Regions from separate parts of the Mus musculus genome. Here regions 2, 3, 4 and 5 are each linked to region 1. A link is a contact called in public Hi-C data. All regions are on one chromosome and are shown on one strand. The core of a region is the stretch at or near the end of the contact, and the rest is flanking DNA. Distances in the headings are between cores, read along the strand shown. Region 1 has its middle 17 kb from the start of Gm40538. Region 2 has its middle 110 kb from the start of 5430427M07Rik. Region 3 overlaps Nrxn3 (neurexin III). Region 4 overlaps Nrxn3 (neurexin III). Region 5 overlaps Nrxn3 (neurexin III).

The links. A called contact is a pair of places that touch in the nucleus more often than the background predicts.
Region 2: a Hi-C map of cerebellum shows a contact between it and region 1, with 1.8 times the contacts expected there. The contact joins two enhancer-like sites. A contact is called at or near these places in 2 of 484 Hi-C or Micro-C datasets (cerebellar granule neurons and cerebellum).
Region 3: a Hi-C map of cerebellar granule neurons shows a contact between it and region 1, with 2.3 times the contacts expected there. The contact joins two enhancer-like sites. A contact is called at or near these places in 2 of 484 Hi-C or Micro-C datasets (cerebellar granule neurons and cerebellum).
Region 4: a Hi-C map of cerebellar granule neurons shows a contact between it and region 1, with 3 times the contacts expected there. The contact joins two enhancer-like sites. A contact is called at or near these places in 4 of 484 Hi-C or Micro-C datasets (brain, cerebellar granule neurons and cerebellum).
Region 5: a Hi-C map of cerebellum shows a contact between it and region 1, with 1.6 times the contacts expected there. The contact joins two enhancer-like sites. A contact is called at or near these places in 2 of 484 Hi-C or Micro-C datasets (cerebellar granule neurons and cerebellum).

The regions. Positions count from the first base shown.
Region 1 is chr12:90,424,454-90,427,132 of GRCm38.p6, forward strand. No RefSeq gene overlaps it. Among named protein-coding and RNA genes, the nearest start is that of Gm40538, 17 kb to the left of the region's middle. Within about 2 kb of position 1,373, at least 13 of the 459 cell types and tissues checked have an H3K27ac peak or open chromatin away from gene starts, as enhancers often do. A contact at or near this core is called in cerebellar granule neurons and cerebellum, where this site is marked.
Region 2 is chr12:90,930,671-90,933,349 of GRCm38.p6, forward strand. No RefSeq gene overlaps it. Among named protein-coding and RNA genes, the nearest start is that of 5430427M07Rik, 110 kb to the right of the region's middle. Within about 2 kb of position 1,296, at least 13 of the 459 cell types and tissues checked have an H3K27ac peak or open chromatin away from gene starts, as enhancers often do. A contact at or near this core is called in cerebellar granule neurons and cerebellum, where this site is marked.
Region 3 is chr12:89,953,361-89,956,039 of GRCm38.p6, forward strand. All of the region lies in intron 14 of Nrxn3 (neurexin III), which reads left to right. Among named protein-coding and RNA genes, the nearest start is that of Gm40538, 450 kb to the right of the region's middle. Within about 2 kb of position 1,326, at least 11 of the 459 cell types and tissues checked have an H3K27ac peak or open chromatin away from gene starts, as enhancers often do. A contact at or near this core is called in cerebellar granule neurons and cerebellum, where this site is marked.
Region 4 is chr12:90,084,784-90,087,462 of GRCm38.p6, forward strand. All of the region lies in intron 15 of Nrxn3 (neurexin III), which reads left to right. Among named protein-coding and RNA genes, the nearest start is that of Gm40538, 320 kb to the right of the region's middle. Within about 2 kb of position 1,333, at least 4 of the 459 cell types and tissues checked have an H3K27ac peak or open chromatin away from gene starts, as enhancers often do. A contact at or near this core is called in cerebellar granule neurons and cerebellum, where this site is marked.
Region 5 is chr12:90,112,306-90,114,984 of GRCm38.p6, forward strand. The region is part of intron 15 of Nrxn3 (neurexin III); the gene reads left to right. Among named protein-coding and RNA genes, the nearest start is that of Gm40538, 300 kb to the right of the region's middle. Within about 2 kb of position 1,341, at least 26 of the 459 cell types and tissues checked have an H3K27ac peak or open chromatin away from gene starts, as enhancers often do. A contact at or near this core is called in cerebellar granule neurons and cerebellum, where this site is marked.

The sequences.
Region 1 (2,679 bases), core at 123-2,622:
GCCAGAGGAGGAGGTTCTTGCTGGATGCCCTCCCTGTTTTATTCTTTGGAGACAGTGTCTCTGACTGAATGTGGAGCTAGTCTGATGGACAGCAACTTCATCCAGCCTCCTGTTTCCACCTCCAGGAACACTGGGGTTCAAAGCCTATGCAACCACACATTGCTTTTGGTTTTGTTTTTTTTTTTAATTCAGTTCTGGGATCTTAACTTAGGTCTTCAAACCTGAAGAGCATGTTCTCTTGCTCACTGAGTCATTTCTTGGTTTCCTGGAAGAAAATATCTTCCTATGATAGATAATATCTCCTTTTCTGTTGGGAAAGATCTTTTGTACAGAGGGGCTCAGCTCTAAGAAACACTTCTGGAATTGAGACAGTTGTTGATTCACACTGAGAGTCTTGTCTCTGATACACTATATACGGAAGTTACTTTGGTATATTTGCACAAAGAAATACCTTAAAGCCGTTAGGATAATAAAGGAAGCTGAGAGTAGTTCTCTCTATTAATTCACTTAAACTGCAACACCTCCTCTGGACCTAATAAAATGCCACTGAGAAATAAGATTAGGAGAAATTGGTACTTTCTGTATTCTTCAGATTTTCTTATTCCTCTATGACTGGGGCTCTTCTAGTACATGAGGATGGATAGAGTCTAAGATGGTGGGAAAGCTAAGGGAAGAGAAAGCTATTGTCTTCTCAGTTCTTTGAATGTGGCTTCTGACATTAGCATAACAGGACTTCTTGAACAGTGACATTGGCTCGGTTAGGGCATCCAGGAGAGCAATTCTCCTTCCTCCAAGAAGTTCCCATGAGGCTTTGTTGCTAGGGAACCTGTCTTGGTTTCTCCCTCTCTGTGGAAGGGACAATATACATCCATCAGCCTTGCTATCCCAAGACTGTTTGCCATCGAAGAGGCCAAAGGTTTCTTGTTTGCAATTTCATCAGAGAGTTGTTCTCATCCAGCCAAATGCATGAAGAGGATGGCAAGCATCCTGCATCCTCACTCCCAACAGGGAGCTCATGAAAAAGCCCACATTCTGGTATTGCTTTAGAGTGGGCTGAAGCAGCTGTTGAACAGCAACTCTATACAAGACTGAAGAACAAATTCCAATTCTGATGGAATCTTTCAGGGAAAATTCAGGTGGCAGAATGTCAGCATATGAGTCAGGACGGTGAGATTGTATAACACCTCGATTCTCTTACCTAAAAGGAATCTAGGATCTTTACCAGCAGTAATTCAGCAAGAAGTGAATTTTATAACATCATGATGGCAAAAGAGTCAAATCTCTGGCCAGCAGCCCCCTTGTAGGAAGCCTGGCTTTCATCAGCATCCGGCACCTCCTGCCTGTGCCCTTGGCAGGCCCCCAAGAGAGGCAAGGATGCCACTAAATCCTGCCAACTTGCAAAGCAGCCAGGAGCTCAGCAGAAGGTGTGTGCTTCCTGGCTTCTCCTGGAGTCCATCTGGATGCTCCCTCACACCTGTTTGGGAGGGATTTGGAGGCCTGGTTTACAAATGTAAACGTGGCTTAAACATTCTGGTCCATTGCTGATCGCTGACCCGCTGACCATGAACCCGTATTTTTGAGAGACTTGATGCAAAGAGATCATTTCTATGGCCTTTCTCCTCTTCCCTTGTCAACCTCAGATGGTGAAAATATGCCACTCCATATTTAAAAAATAAATAAATAAAGAAGAAGCCTGGGATGAACAGATGTAAAGGTGATTTCAATTTCTCAATAAAGGTGACACTAGGCCAAATTTGATATTACACTAAGCCCCACATAACGTTTAAAAATGAGTTTTTTCGGCCATAAAATTACTAATTGATCTGTCTTGTAAAAAGATAAAGGAAATGAATGCCTATTTGAGTTTCATTTCTGTCAGCCTCCCAACTCCTTATTTTATGTAGTGCAAAATGAATTTTAATGAAGCAGCTTCCAAATTTCAAAATATGTCATTACCCTCGGAAGTAATTGCCACGTCCGACTGCCTTTTCCTCTCTTAGTGTCTGCCTTTCCAGTATGGAAGTCAATGTTCCGTGCCATACGCTCTTCCACATGCCATTTGAGAAAAACAAATTAGGAAAAGACTGTGCCAGGAAGAAGTCATCTCTCTAGTCCTTCAACAACTATTTAGAGAACTCTGCTGTATATAAGATGCTGGGGTGAGGTGGGGCAGGGGTTTGTGCTGGTGAGTAGGTATGCATATCTTCCTGCGGATGTAGGTGTGTGTGCATTTGGATGCTTGTGTACAGAGATCAGAATGATGATGACGGTTTTCTCTATCAATCTTGACCTCAGGTTTTGAGACAGGGTCTCTGAATGATCCTGAAGCTCACCAATTCAGCTAGCTATTCTGTCCAGTGGACTCCAGGGGACACCTGTCTCTGCCCACCTTAGCATTGGCATTGCCGATGCTTGCCACTGGCCTCAAATTTTTATGAGTACCAGGGATGGAATTCAGGTCCCCCTGCTTTCATAGCAAGCCTTTTACGGACTGAACACCATCCCGATGTAGTATGTTTGGGTGCTTCCAAAGAGACTAAAATGTAAAATAGTGAAAGCCCCCTTATGCATTTTAATGTCGCACAGCAATAAAATGAGCATGCAGTTATATAACAGTCAAATGATTATTAATGCTATGAATAAAAAGAATGGATATTGTTGGATGGGAAAAGACAGAAA
Region 2 (2,679 bases), core at 46-2,545, 510 kb after region 1:
ACAAAGATACAGGAATATAAAAGCATAAAAGCTCACGAAACAACTTCTGCCTGTTTTACAGACACTTCTTTGTGGACATGGCTACTTTGACCCTACCCAGACACTTTTCCAGTCTTGAAAACATCCCTAAATAAAGAACTTAGACAAAGGAAGAGATATATTGTGGTTGGCTGGACCTCACTCAGGGCAACTTGGGAGTGCTTCTAGAAGAGAAAGAATATGAAACTGGAGGTGTATGAAAATACAAAGGTCATTATTGCTTATTGTTAGATTGCCTTATATCTTGAACTCTTTAAAAAGCATATGATCATGTGAACATGTCACAAGAGCTCTTCCCCAAGACTTCCAAGGGCTTGTGCAAGCAATGGGCCCTTGGAAATCTTACTTGCTTTCTGGAGCAATTGCCTCTGAGAGCAAAAAAAGAGCATATACCTAACAGGATGGTGGAAAGAAAGGGTTTGGAGTTACAAGTTGAGGACCTCTTTCAAATTAACTACCAACAGCCCAACAGTTGGAACTAGGCCAGGTGTGTGGCTCTTGGCTCTTGGCTCTCTGGAAGAAACATATATGCCACAGCTGATCATCTATTTGGAGGTCCGGGCCATGTCAACCAGTTTAAACATGAATCAGGAAGTGCTTAAGCTACTGCAAGACAAAGTTGCATATTGTTTCAGTCTTAAACCCCTCCTGGGAAGTAGCAACTATGTCTCCTTCTGAATGTGTCAAAATATATCAGAGGGTTAGATAAACAATGCCTGGCATTTGCCACATTTCTGTTCTGGTATTTGACCCAAGGCATAGGGCAGGGCAGGGAGAGGCTTGGTGAGACCAGGCCCATTCTATTACATATAATCTGTCTGAGAGAACAGAATTCATCTCTTGAATTGCTATCCCATCCCAGGCTCCTTGGTTTCTCAATTTGAGATGGACACTTTTTTTTCCCATCCACCTCGTAAAAATCCACGTAGTAAGAATTGAACACAGGAATTAAAAGAAAGCATTTAAGAAATTACTTCATAGGACATCCCATCCACCACACTACCATAGAAGAATGACAGAAATATAGATACAGGAATCTAAGGGACAAGAAGAAGCTCTTAATGGCTTTCCTTGAGTCTGTTCTAATGCAAAGAACTGGGAGAGCTTTCCTTTGAAAGCAATCTGGAAATGAAAGAAAAAAAAGTTCTGAGACTGGCTGAAATGAAATTTTTCAGATGCCAGACACAAACTGGACTCCTTCTTTTTGCCCTTGGACTGGACGACTCTGAAGGCTGCAGAGATTGAACCCTTCCCTGCTGTTTGCTTGATTTGGTCTGAGATGGAGCCAAGAGATGTGGTGATGAAGTTTGGAAAAACAATTAAAAAGAAATGTATGTGGTGGTTTTTCTGGGATCCTAATTAGCTGACCCATTTCTAGGTAACATTAGGGAAGTTGTGGGCAGTGATTATTATCTCTTTAAAGTCCTAATTAAAATGTCAAACTGTAAGGTAGAATGTCTTCAAAGCTGCATGTAATTTGATTGTGTTGGCTTGTTGAAAAAATGGCCTTGGAAATACAAATAAGCCAGCCACTAAAAAGATCCCAGAAGTCCAGGCTGTATTCCAGAAGCATAGTCTGTTGACCCAATAGCATTTTATAACTAACCACTCACCAAGTGGTAGGCATCCAAATGTCAAAGCCAGTTTCATAACACGGTAACACATAGCATGCTGTGGATGGGTGTCTGCCAGAAGCACGCTTGGGTTTAAAGAAAAAAAAAAAAAGGTGTGTACAGGTTAGTCTACCTAGTCAGGCTTACGTGCATATTGGCCAGATTTAAATGTGCTCCTTGGATGAGCTTCCTAAATGCCTGGCACCCTACCCATTCTCTAAATGAGCCGGCTGGAGTGCCGGATCTCTAAAAGGATGTCTGCATACTATGGAGAGCTTCTGTTACTATACAACATCAGGATCCCAAGAGAAAATGTGTCATGTCTCATCTATGCCCGGGCATTAGCAAAGCTATCCTTTACCTGTGACGGTGAGGCGTCAAGCATCAGGCATAAATGCATCGATTTTTAAAAATAAATTTAAAGAGACAAGGTCCCGAAAATTTTGGCTTAAGCAAGAAAGACATCTGTTGCTGTAAAACAGGTCTAGCAGTTGATTCACACAGTCTCTCAAAGACATCAACAATGAACAATTTTGCTCCCATTTTCATTTTGCACACGTCCCTTTCAGCGTGCCTGCTGCTCTCATTATCACTGTGTCTAGACAGCTCTCCTATCACCGGATCTAAAGGGAGGGCTGTTATATCTCACGAAAGTCCTTTGTCCTGTCCTAGAAGCCTTTCCCTGGTATTCTCATCACATGTCATTGTCCATAGTTGTATCACATGCCCATTCTTGAATGGAACACTGTCAAAGAAAACTGTGAACAACCAGACTAGCTTGATCATCACTAACATCCAAGCCCACTGCTAAGGAAAGTTACAACCTTCCAAACTTTCAATATCCATATTTGCCACAATTGACATCTAAATTAAATATTTTATTTGTAAGGAAAACAGTGGAAGCAGTCCTGGGTAGGTAACCAGTGTCCACCCAATAGGTGAGATGTGTGTTATAGCAATGTAACAGGGTCTACATTGAATTGTTTTTCCATTGATATAGAGATTTATACTATTCATTCATATTTTC
Region 3 (2,679 bases), core at 76-2,575, 470 kb before region 1:
CCCCAGGGAAATAAACAGCTGTCCAAATGAACTGCCAGGAAATAGCCCATGACTATTGGGAGATCTTGGGAAAGGATCAGGACACACCATGTGGATTGAGGCTATAAACATAAGAAAGCCTCTTTAGCCAAAGCCAAGTTTAAATATCCTGTAAATCAGCATAGGGGATGGATGTGCTATTTAAGCCTATTTCCTCTTCCAAATACAGGATCTATATCTTACCAACCTGAATGCCCTTAACCTATTTGTTACTACAATATGTGTTTCCTCCTATTCTTGCTTCTTATCTTCTGAGTCCAGTTGGATGTGAGCAGGGTTCAGGCTGGAAAAAAAATGTGGTAAGAGCATTGCACTTTAGACACCTCTGGAATTATTTTTCTGTGAATTTACCGAGTTCCTGTTTAATGGCCACATAAACAAAGGAAAGTAAGCACGACCATACTAGTGCTGATGAAAGCATCTTATATTTTCAGCAAGTGAAGAGCTCTTGGATGCTCTAAGCCTTGTGCAATGTGTGCTTACATCACTTGGTTGTTCCTAACAGCTTCAGAGCTGAGACATACGAGAGTCTTAGGGAGTCAAGTTCAGTTTACTTTAATTAGGAGACACAAAACTAAGCTAAGAGATTGTTTAAGCTCTGTGCACAAGGAGCTCAAGAATACATATTCCAAAAGAACAGCTTCCTGCACAGCTCAGTACAGTAATGTTTCTACTAAGTCAGATGCTAAATCTATCACTTGTCTATTTGTTGTTTCGTGGGGAAATATACATTTTGTCATCACCTTGGTTACACAAAGATAAGATGGTTTTCTTTGTTGTTGATGGTGGTGGTGAGATTTTTATTTGTTTGTTTGTTTGTTTGTTTGGTCTGTTTTGTTTTGTTTTCTCTGTCGCTAGAACTAGAAGGTTGGCTGTAGGGGTAACTATAGTCCCATGTTATTTTTTCTTTATTCCCACAGATGTGGTCATTTCCATATTCATTAGAAAGAAAAGGCATCATTGTTGGGACATCATATAAAATCCAATCTGCTCATTTCCCCACTTATTCTTTCCTCTCTCATCCTGTTATTTTACTGTCCCTGAAGCCAAGACTTGTCTTTCCCCATCTTCCCTGTTATAGCTGTCAAGAGATCGTTCATTAAAAGCAAGCAGGGGATGCTTCAGACCTTCATGGAGATCAGTGGCAGCCTGAAAGGTCTGAATGCCTGCACACACTTTACATGAAGTTGAGTACTTATGGCACTTCTCCCAGTAGGGAGAGAGATGAGCAGGTGAGGCCAAAAGCGACATCTGTGACTTGCTACCATGGGCTGGCTTTGTGTGCATAATTTCCACTTCAAAGAGTTTGCAGGCTGGTGAGAGTTCATGCGGCTTGTGCCTGTCAGCTAGTCAAAGCTGTGTCTGATACAACTCTGGTAAATGGCAAGTGAGAGATCTTTCGATCTACAGTGTAGATCTTTCGATGCTACAGCAGTTGATGCCCTTGGAGTTTATGGGTCCAACTTCCTCACTACACCAATGAGGAAATTATGAAATGCTTGTGTTTAACTTCTTCATTCCACAATATCCATTCATTTCCTGGGTTGTAAAGGAGGGGAGGGCACAGGCTGATGCAGGGTTAGGCCATGTGGGTTAGGGTAGCAGAAGAACTATGGTTTCCCTTTGCCCCTTCCTGGATCTTACAACTGTTAATATGGACCTAATGGTCTGGCCTAAGGTGGAGCCAGGGTGTTTGTTTGTTTATAGATTTTGAAACAAGGTCTCTGGTAATTCAGTAATGTCCTTGAGGTTGACTGTGTTCTTGTGATTCTCCTGCCTCTGTCTCCCAAATGTCAGGATTACAGGTATGGTCCACAGTACCCACCCCATGTATACTGTGCTGAGAATCAAAGTCAAGGCTTTATACATGTCAGACAATTACCATACCAAGTAGGCATTTATTGAAAACAATAGTAGTAGAAGCTGAATCAATGTTGGATTTAATTCTATAGGATGAATAGGAGTAGGTATCAATATGAGGTCAGGGATACTAAACAAGACAAAACTAAAACACTAATCTAGTTTAGAAGTCTTTCTCTTTACCACAGTAGGCTCATTTTCCAAAAGGAAAGGTGTAATTATTTAAAATATCTCAATAGGGAAAGATTTCCTCATAAAATTCTGAATGAGAAATGATGACCAAAAAAAAAAAAAAAAAGATATCCTTAAGAAAATCCTAGCTATTTCCAAATCTCAACATTGACTACTTCCCAAGAAGAGGTAAACAACTGGTTAATTACCTTCTACTTACCCTAATTTATTTGATTTGCCATGAGCAACAGTTTTCCCTAGAAATCGCCCTCACTGACCTTGGACAACTGAAAAGATGAACAGTAATGGAAATAGAGTCTTCATGTAACAGTCATCTTGTTAAGCCCACGGTCCAGCTCCCAGGGTGTCAGGGAGAGAGGGGGGTGGGGGGAACAGAGAAAACTAGTGGTTCTGTGCTGAGGGAAAATGGATGCAACTCTCTGAGGTAAAGGATAAAAATAAATCCCCAGTATTACTGAAGCATGAGAGTGCCATGAAATAGTGGACCCTGGATCGATACATTACATTATAGCAGAAAAAAAGAAAGAAAAGAATTTTCAGAGTTTATTTATCTAGCTCCTCTGAAATATACTCATGTGACTCACTGCG
Region 4 (2,679 bases), core at 83-2,582, 340 kb before region 1:
TCTCCTATTCCAAGACAAGAATGGCTTTTAGTCCTCAATTTCCAGCTGTACTCTCCCCAGCGAAATGATTGCCTAAGTGTTTCTGTGTTTATATCTAAGGCTTATAACTCTTATTTCCTGCAGGAACTGGGAAGCATGTTCCCATGTTTCATATGCACTTTCAGTCAATCATGCATTTATAATCCAACTGGGAAGATGTGATTCAAACTGGATAGTCTGTTGTTGCAAGAGTCTGCTATAAAACTGATCAGTTGGCCAAGTTAGGTGATTTTTATTTTATTTTTTTTAGAAACTTCCTTGGCTTTCATTCTAGGGAGAAAGAAAGACAGAAAAGACCAGAAACCAACAACAGCAGGTGCTGCCAACATAGTATTCTTATCTTTGCTGATTTCAAGGGGAGAGCAAAAGAATATGTAATTGCTTCTCTGTGAGGCCGTTGGGATGCTGCCTGTCTCTCTGGCATTATCCACTTATTTCATCTAGGTAAGAAGAGAAGCAGAAACAAATTAAAAATGCATTTTCCCAAAGGCTTCTAGGACATTATTCAACACAGGTTCTCTTCCACCAGTGTCTGCTGGAAGTGTGTAAATATATATTTATTTATGGAAAATGGAATAAGGTCAAAGCCCTTCTGGATAGTTTCTCTTCTTCATTTATTTACTTTCTTATGCACACACGAAAAGACAGATGTCAGAACTGTATAGGAATTAACAGGCAGGATGCACAGCAGCTTCCTCTCCATGGGACTGGTGGAGGACACTCATTATTTAGGTCAAAAATGTCATATTACAAGTTTCTCAAAGGAGAAAATCTTGGGATTAGGAAGATGGCTCAGTAGATTATTTCAAATTCCCACCTAAGCATTGGGTGGCTACAAATGTCCATAATCCCAGCTTTGGAGTGCAGAGATAAACAGATTCTGGGGGTGGGGTGGGGGGAGATGGTTGCTAGTCACCCATCTTAGACAAAACAGCAAGTTTCTTGTCTAATGAGAGAGTTTTTTCTCAAGGGAATAATGTAAAGGGCAATAAGGGAAGATACCAGATGTCCTCCTATGGATTTTACATGTTTGCATGCAAGCATACTTACTGGGAAACTCATGTAAATGCAAGGCTCTCTCTCTCTCTCTCTCTCTCTCTCTCTCTCTCACACACACACACACACACACACACACACACACACACACACACACACACACTTTTCCAACTCAGGAAAAAATAGAGAGGTCTGTTCTCATTTTGACACTGGACAGATGGCAGCCTTCTGGCCCCACTGTGATGTCCTACCTGTGTGTGCTTTGTTTAGCTGGTCTCTCAGGATATGATTCTGACTCACTGTAGAATCCTTCTGTCCTGCTGTTATGCTCCACTATAGCTTTTCTCTACTGCTTCCCCAGGCTCCCAGGGTGTGGACATATTCCATATTGTCTCTTATGTGACCACCAACATGTTTACAAACATTATAGCATTTTAAACACTTTCAACTGTTCAGTAGCCACAGACATTCCTTATATCTAGCCGTAGGGATGGTCTGCCATCAACGTTATATAAATTTTCGCTAAGACAATAAGCCATTGACTTTTGCTGTGTCCTCTGTCATAGTAAAATCTTGCATACTCGTGTCTACTGGTCTTCGCTAGTATAACTAATAAAATGTATTTAATTTTTAAAATGAATTCTATTGCTTTTTCTTCAGTCTTTTGGTATTGATAAATATGAAGTATTTGGTTTACCCCTTTCTTCCCTTGCTCTCATTCAGAACCACGGAAGACATCCCTTCTCTTAAGTTGCTATCTCAGACCCTTAGAAACGCATACTTGTAACTCAATGGACTCCATCACACTTTGTTGATACAGTTGCATACCCTGTTCTACACATTTCTTTCTATGGTTTCAGCTACTTACAGTCAACTATGGTCTAAAAATAGTAAATTTAATCTTTCAGAAGTAAGCAATGCCTTGGTTTGAACTGTCCACGCTATGAGTTGTGTGACATTTCATGCCACCTGCCCTGTCCATTCCATCTGAATGTAAATGGTTCCTTTGCCTTCTGTCCCCAACTTCTGTAGTAGATATACTACCCTGGAGTATTCGTCTTAGTCTGTCAGATCAACTGGTGTGATATCACAATGTAAGCATTTGGTTCATGTTTATTCAATCATGATCCTAAAGCCCAAGAGGAGTGATGGTGTCAAGGAGTGGAACACGAAAAGTTTAAATCTAGTGCTCTATGGTAATGCTTCCAGGCATGTAGGGAAAACATGTAGCTTACACAGGGCTTGTTAGTGCCTGAGGTTTCAGCTATGCCCTTGCAGGGGCAGGAGAGGGGGGTCCTGAAAAGTAGACCTATAGATAAAGAGAACTAGTGAAATTTGACTTTGTATATTTGTGGGTATATTTATGTATTTTATTATAATTTGTTGATATCTGCAAGTATTGAGATCTTGTGTTGTTTTTCTCTGTTTTCAGATTTAAGACTACATATATATATATATATATATGTATATATATATGTGTGTGTGTGTGTATGTATATATATATATATATATATATGTATATATATATATATATATATATATATATATGTATATATATAGTGTGTGTGTGCGTGTGTGTGTGTGTGTGTGTGTGTGTGTGTGTTGTACATGCATTCATGTGTATAACTATGCACGCTCATGTCC
Region 5 (2,679 bases), core at 91-2,590, 310 kb before region 1:
CTGTGCCTTACAATGCAAAGAAAATTGTGGCAGATTCGAATACAGACAAGATATGGCAGAGAAGGGATGAGCCTGGAATGTCTGGTGATAGCACAATGCAGAAAGAGCATAAGGAAAGGAGGATTGGGCTCTATTTAAAAGGATTAAGAGCCCATCCTTTAGATTCTGCATCTGGATTCTTTTCTTCCATATCATTGGTTTTGCTCTGTTCATTTTCTTGTGAAACGTATTCCCATTATGTAGCAAGCACATACTTGGAATTAGCTATGTAGACCTGCATAGCCTTGATTTTTTTTTCTATCCTCCTACCCTCTGCTTCTTAAATGCTGTGATTACCGATATATGCCATCAATATTGAGCTTGGCTTTTGTTTTGAGATGCTTCAATTGACAGAAAAAAAAAACAAAAAAAAACTAGGAATGGTTGAACTGTCCAGATAGTAAAGATGTGCTGACACTGTCTACCGTGCACTCTGATTTCTTCACCACTTCAGCCTCAGTTTGGGCAAATAGCCCAAATTTGCCATCTTTTGACTTTTTCTCCTTTTCATGTCTACCCAAGGTTCATGTTCAGAATAATTTCTAATGAGATAAAATAGCACTGACAATTCTACTTATCCAATCAGCTAAACAGTACATGCATCATTTGAAACATAACAGAAAGAGAGAGATCATCTTACTTTGTGTCTCATGTTTAGAAGTTTCAAGAAGCTCTCATAATTTTAAAGCATCATTTGATTTGTAGGCCATTGGAAGCTACACAATCAGCTTTTTTTTGTGGCCATGAAAAATTATCATTTCCTATAAATGCCATTGCTAAGTCCTAGGAACAGCATACCTGTACATGTTCATGTTGGGTGGATTTTAGGCCACTGCACTTGATGTGGTCACTTTGATTCAAATGTTAATTATCTTCTGAAAACACTGCTTTAAAGACTGAACTGTGCCTGTAGATAGCCAGGATGAACTAACTCATTTATCTTGCTATTTTTCATCTGAAATGGTTACACAGTGGCCCTTTTTTTCCAAGAACACCTCACTCAGTGCTGAGACAAAGAGCAGAGTCACAAGGTGTAGTGCAAACCTGCCTTGACTTTATTTGCAATTCTTGGGTCCTGCAGTCCTTGCATATGCTCTCCTGATACCATATGGCATTGCTTAGAAGCATCACTGACATTACACCCTATGAGTATCCAAGCTACTGTCTCCTGTTTCCAGAATAAGGAGTAGGAAATAAATGGCTATCTATTAATGAAAGTGATGAACCATAAGGTATACAGAGGACACACAGCCCAGTTACTGTTCATGTGGGCAATGGAAGGACTTTGACTTCTCTAGTACAAAGGGGCTGAGCCCAAGACTATGGCATTGGAGCAGCTGTTTGCTTCAGAATTAGCTAATGAGCCTCTTTGTGTTTGAACACTGGAAACTCTCCAAAACCCACTCAGGAGGGAAATTAACAAATGTCTCTTCTGTCACCTCTAGATAAATCTTCATGATGAAATATGTAACAGTTCTTCCTCTTCAATCTTGTCCCTTCTCCCCAGTGGATGGACACTCAATTGCCATGAAGGAAAAATAAAATAATAACTAGATTCCTTTTTTTGGTTTGTTTGTTTCTAAAAAGGAACAAAGGAAGCTTTGAGAGTGGAGTTAGATGCTGCTGGTTGAATGCCACAGTGAGACTCACAGCCTTCAGATGGTATTCAAAATATACTACGGTTACATATAATTTTTTTTATTATCTGAATAGCATTTATTTGTGTAATTTACAAATGCTAGCAACAGTGAGCATGGTCTGCTTTTAAGAGAGTGAGTACAGTAGGATCCCAGCATAATTCAATTATGATGAACAGTTTCACAGGGCTACATTGCACTTTTTTATACAGCAGAATAATAATTCTGATATGCTTTTAGCTTTTCATCAGTTTTATTAATTTTTTAAAGTTTATATTAGCACTTGCTAAGCTTTTAATAGCTGTTGTATATTATTCTGACTTGGGAGCTACAAAGATGAGTAACCTGGTATTAAGATTTTCAAGGAACACAGTGGCACAGGAAAAAAAATGTGTGTGTGTGTGTGATTTAAACATGCAATTATAGCTTAAGATATTATGTATCTCTTACAGTCATATTAAAATACAAAGGATATAATCAACTTGGACAGCCATTCATAGGATTCTACTAAAGGAAAACAAAAAGTAATGGAATGTTAGCAGAAGTTGTAGGTTAGAGATGTATGTGGCAATTTCTGTTGTGAGAAGTAATCTAGGTTGGTGAATCTAACAAAGGACTAAATATTGGGCATGAAGCTTTGGCTCAAGTCATATGAAGATGCACTTATTCCTTTGTGTCTATATGATCATCTGCATTTGTGTGCCCTGGTAAATGCCCATGTTTGAGCTATGTCATAGTAAAATGAAGTGATTTTGGACTTAAAATAAAGATTACTTAAAAAGCTATCTATGTTACCCGTAGGAATACCAGGATCCTAAGAACAATATATACCTACATTACATAAAAGCAATTTTATTGAAGTCATATATGTAGGAACTTGAGTCAATACTAAATACCAGGTGTCTATCTCTTTTGAGCCATAGTATGTCCTTACCTTCCTCTATACTTTAGTACTTAGATCTCAGTCTTGCAGGATCTAATATCACTACTAACTCACTATTGA